Regions from separate parts of the Gossypium hirsutum genome. Here region 2 is linked to region 1. Evidence: chromatin contacts called from public Hi-C data. All regions are on one chromosome and are shown on one strand. Each heading gives the region's core, a stretch centred on a gene start, on an enhancer-like site or on the middle of the called end of the contact. The rest is flanking DNA. Distances are from core to core; before and after follow the strand shown. Region 1 has its middle 14 kb from the start of LOC121205891. Region 2 holds the start of LOC107934310 (FT-interacting protein 3).

The links. Hi-C and Micro-C count contacts between places; a contact is called where the count stands out from the background.
Region 2: a contact with region 1 is called in a Hi-C map of leaf, with 2.1 times the contacts expected there. The contact joins the promoter of LOC107934310 here to the enhancer-like site in region 1. A contact is called at or near these places in 5 of 34 Hi-C or Micro-C datasets (callus, leaf and petal).

The regions. Positions count from the first base shown.
Region 1 is chrA08:104,156,788-104,159,487 of Gossypium_hirsutum_v2.1, forward strand. It overlaps the pseudogene LOC107934301. Among protein-coding and RNA genes, the nearest start is that of LOC121205891, 14 kb to the right of the region's middle. Within about 2 kb of position 1,269, at least 5 of the 9 cell types and tissues checked have an H3K27ac peak or open chromatin away from gene starts, as enhancers often do.
Region 2 is chrA08:104,267,213-104,269,940 of Gossypium_hirsutum_v2.1, forward strand. LOC107934310 (FT-interacting protein 3) reads left to right here and starts at 1,349. Exons shown (of 2, transcript XM_016866693.2): 1 at 1,349-1,570; 2 at 2,323-2,728. The coding sequence starts at 2,397.

The DNA.
Region 1 (2,700 bases), core at 19-2,518:
AACGATGCTTTTGGACATAATTTGCAATTACTAGAGCCTAATTCTATATGTCTGATTGGTCCATTCGCTAGCTTAACAAAAGCTTGTTGGACTACATTTGAATCAGAAGAAATTTTTACGAATTTGGAAATAATTTAATTGAGTTGATTAATTCGATGTGGAATTACATTAGGCGATCATGAGAATTGTTCAACTAGAAAATTTGATTAAAGAATTTTCTTAAAAAATTAATTGGAAAATCTAAATGATATTTTGAAAAATTAAATTTGATCAAGTAAAAATAAATTAATCAAAATAATTAAAATAATTATGATATTTTTGGAAATTAATTTTCAAGTCAAAAAATTGGCCCAATGGGTAATTTAACTTGAAATTTGGTCTTGAGATAAAAAATTGGACTCAAGAAACCAAAACTGATTGAACTGGGCCGACGATCCAACAGGTGGCAGGATCGGATCGGCTGGGCCATCACTGGCCTGGATTGAACTGGCTCGAGGTTCCATGAGGATGTAGCACCTACGATGGCACCACCGGACACGTTGGTGCCGACGGCGACGACGATGACAAGATTTTCGTGGACAATGGGTGGTCCTCCGACAATTGAACAGTGGGGGAATCACACTCTTATTGGGACTCAACCGGATAATTTGATTTTAAATTAACTTTTCCAAAAATAATATTATTTTAATAGATTTAATATTAAATTTAATATAATATTTATCTATAATAAATATTCTATTAATTTAATATATAATAATATTAATATATAATTTAATATTAAAGAGTTAAGCTTAATCATAGTTGAACTTTTTAAACTCTCCTTATGTAAAGAGAGCTATAAGTAATTATTTTTCACACATTTAAATTTAAGAGAAAGTTATATAGAGAAAATTTTCTGAAGAAATTATTTAAAAAACTTTCTAGAAATATTTTTCTTATGTACAGCTTAGCCTAGAAGTTTAGAGAAATTATAAAATTACCTTAGTGGAAATTTTGTAGAGAAGACTATCCGGTCGAAGTGTTTATCTTAAAATCGAAAATGTACAATTTTAATTAAGTGTTTATTACTTTAGTTCTAATTTAAAAAAATAATTAAAAACGTTTTTTTTCGTTAAACTTATTTTCCAATTGCATTTTCTAACTATATTTAAGATTTAGGTTTTGAAGGTTCATCCATAGACACCTCCAACTTAGGGAGGTACGTTGTGTGCCGGTCGATCAGAACCCAACGACTAGTGTCTGTTTTTCAACGCTATTTGCATACCTATTTTTTGGGTCAACATCGATATAGGTGTGGGACTTGGTTACGACAGGTTTGGTTATCTTGTGGGTAATCTGTTATCTTGTTGAATTTTTCAGCAATTATGTCTGACAAAAAGACTGGAATTGTTTCTGATATAGTTCCGGTTGAAATTTGCAGCAATCTTGTGGGTAATAACGGAACATAAATTAAATGGAATTAATTTTCTTGATTGGAACCATACTATTGAATTATATTTGCTCAGTATTTCTATGGATAGTCATATGACTGATAATCCACCTACGGATGACTCTAGATTGTTTTGGGTGAGAGAAGATGCTTGCTTGTATATACAAATTTGTAATTCTATTGACATTGAGTTGGTTGGTCTGGTTACTCATTGTAACACAGTGAAACAATTAATGAACTATTTGCAGTTCTTATATTCTGGAAAAGGAAATATCTCTTGTATCTATGATGTTTGGAAGAATTTTTACAGGGCAGATAAAAGAGAGATCTCTCACCATTTATTTTATGGACTTCAAGAAAACATATGAAGAGCTCAATATGCTGCTTCCTTTCAGTACCGATGTAGAGGTACAACAAAATCAGCGAGAGAAGATGACTGTTATGAGTTTTCTAGTCGGTCTTCCGTCTGAATTAAGACTGCCAAATCTCAAATCCTTTCCAGTTCAGAAATTTCCAATCTAGACGATGTTTTTTAGAGGGTCCTCTGTACGGAGAATTCGTTACCTGTTCTATCTACACAGCCTAACAATGTTCTTATTAGTCACACTACCACATCTGACTCGGGTAGACAACAATACAAGAGTGGTGGCAACAATAAGAGCATGGGGTCGGGATTCTACAAATCTGATAAGAACATTGGAATTTGTAGACAGGAGCAAGGAGAAATTGTATGTTTCTACTGTCATAAACCAGGTCATATCAAGCTGGATTGTAGGAAGCTATAGTATAAGAAAGCTCAATTTGTTCATATTGAATCTAGTTCTGAGACCTCTAAAAAGTCTGTTACAATACCTGCGGATGAATGCCAGAATGACTCAGCTGCAAGAAACTGTGAAACAGCCATCCGATCACATTACTGCTCTTGTTGAGTCAAGTAAACTCAATACATGTCTTGTTTCCTCTTCTTCAAAATGGGTCATTAATTCTGGTGCTACGGATCACATGACAGGTAATCTAGTTTACTTTCTTTCAGCGACATAAGTCTATATCTCCTGTCACTTTAGCCGATGGTTCAAAATCTAATGTTATTGGGTCTAAAACCACTAATCCCACATCATCTCTCCATTTGTTATGAGTCTACCACAATTATCTCTTAATTTGATTTCTGTTAACAAACTTACTCGTGCCCTTAATTTTTGTGTCTCATTTTTTTCCTGGTTATTTTTTATTTTAGGATCTCATGACGAAGAAGATTATTGGTCAGGGACATG
Region 2 (2,728 bases), core at 99-2,598, 110 kb after region 1:
TATAAAAAAATTATAATTTTTTATTATTAAACTTTCATTCAACTATTCTGTACATATTTAAATATGCAAAAAAAAATCCCTAATTAATTTTACATGAGAACAATTTTACTCATTTAAGTTGTTTTGTACATAATAAAATCAAGTTTGACTAATTTAGGAATTTTTTTGGATAGAATACTAAGTTATGAATTTCAAATTTGTTTTCCTCTTTTACTGTAAATAATTGTATTTTTATTTCCCAAAACTAATTAGCTGGTGTTATTAAATGTTAGCACATTGAATAAGGAAAGCATGAATACTAGTCCTTGAACCAAAAAGTTTTGCTTTATTCTATTTTGCTTTTTAATTTCCTGTTGATCAACTAAATAAAATCTGGAAAATGAATGGAGGAGGAAAGCCCACAACAAAATTCATTTTTTTAAAAAATAATTATTTTTATTAATAAAAAGCAATACATTAAAACCATTTATCTGGCCAATTGATAAATTATTTTAATTGATACCTAATTATACCCCTAAAATTTAATAAAATAAAGAGTTAAAACTTTTCATTTCGTAAAAACATTAATGAACAATGTAACAAATTCATATATTCATTTTTTTTTTGAACCAATCATCTAATTTTCAGTTAAGTTGTCAAAATAATTTGAAAAACACGCTAAATTAAATTAAAGAACAGTCAACTAAAGACGACATCGACATGCAATTTGAAAAGAATTACCACACGTGTCAATAAAGTACAGCGCGTGCCATAACGAGCACATTCAAGAGTGTTGAAATTGTATTAAAAAGAAAAAAAAACGTCAACACCCGTATCGTTGTCGTATAAGATTAGAAGTGAAAACAAGGTCGATATTTCTTGAAAGTCCCTTTTTTATACCTTTTTTTCATTTTTAATCCTTCTATTGTAATTTGACCCTTTCTGATCCTATATTTTCGAAATAGGTGGTTATTTTTTTGTTAATTTTGTCAGATAATTTGGAATGGTTTAATTTTAAAAAATATGATGATTTGGCATATAAATTTTGATATTTTTTATATGGTAACAATTTTTTTACACGTTTAAAGAAAAGAGAAAACTGTATAATATTTATCCAAAACTAAAAAATAATTGCAAAGTATACATGCCGCAGCATCATATATTTTAAAAAATAATCCAAGTGAAATTATTTAATAAAATTTAAAAAATACACATTTTGAAAAAGTAAAAGGTTAAAAATGACAAATTTTAGCACATAAACTAAATTTCCCAAGAATGTTACAGGGACTTTCGTGAAATTTAACCAAAAGGGAAAAAAGGAAAGTTGGAAACTGATAATTAAATTTAAACAGTGAATCTCTTCTTATTTCGTTTTGATTTTTCTTTAATTTATCTCCATCATCTTCAGAAAAAAACATTTCATTTTACTCGTTTTAGACGACTCTCTAATATTCTCTCGGTCAAACTGTATTTTATTTCTAAATTTTTAAATTAATCTCCTTCTCTCCTAAGTTTCATAGATGCTATCATATACACTCCTTTCAAGCTTCCTTTCACTTTCCTAACAGAGCTTTCAGCTTTTAAAACAGAGGTCAGTTGTTTTTAATCTCTTTAAATTCCCTTAAATTCTTTTCTTCTTGTTCGATGATTTTATTTTATTTTTATTGTGTATTCGGGGTTTTTTCTACTCTTGGTATCTGATTGTTGGGTGTTCTTTGAAACCTGAAAAAAGTAAGCTGATTCTTCCTTTTCTTTCTTCAAACTTTAAAAAAAAAATAGACGCTTTTCATAGAGGAAAGTTTTTGCCATAAGTTTCTTAAATAACAAAAAAAAACCCAGTAATTGTTTCCCAGAAGGAAACATGGACTGAGCTTTGATTTTGTAAAAGGATCAAAAAGATCCTATGTGTGTGTATATATATATTCTGATGTGAAACTAAAGTATGGTATCTTTCTCTCAGAATCTTGCTTTAGTATGAGAAAAAAATTCATGGAATTATTTCCCCTTTTTAATCTCTGGCTGGAATCTCAACTTTCCTTTTTCATAATTTTACATGATAAAATTACAGATTATATACTGCTTGGTTGTCAAGAATTTGGAGAATTTAAATTGAAAAAAATATTTATTTATATATAAAAAAATTCATTGCAGTTTCATGCTAATTCTCATTATACTGGGTTCTTGTTGTATTAATTTGTTGTGTTTTGCGCTTTTTTGCATTTTCAGTGCTTATATCCTTTCGATATTGCTTGCTTATTTGTTCATGGAGGGACTGAAATTCATCTGTTTTAAATTCATACATGAATTATCATTGTTAAACTGTTAGTTTTCTTTTTATTTCAGGTATTATTTTGATCGACTTCAATTATCGATAGTCAATAAAGTGATTTCTGGTTCCGGTTTGATTGATACAAACTATGAGTAGTCTCAAGTTGGGGGTGGAGGTGGTGGGGGCGCATGACCTGTTAGCCAAAGATGGGCAGGGATCATTCTGTGCCTTTGTGGAGCTCGAGTTCGATGGCCAGAGATGCCGGACCACTACTAAAGAGAAAGATCTCAATCCGGTATGGAACGAGAGTTTCTATTTCAATGTATCGGATCCAAACAAGTTGTCAAGCCTCCCACTTGAAGCTTTTGTTTACAACCATAACAAAGCAAACAACGCGAAGACTTGTCTTGGGAAGGTTCGACTCACTGCACCATCGTTCGTGAATTACTCCGATGCGGTTGTTTTGCACTACCCTCTTGA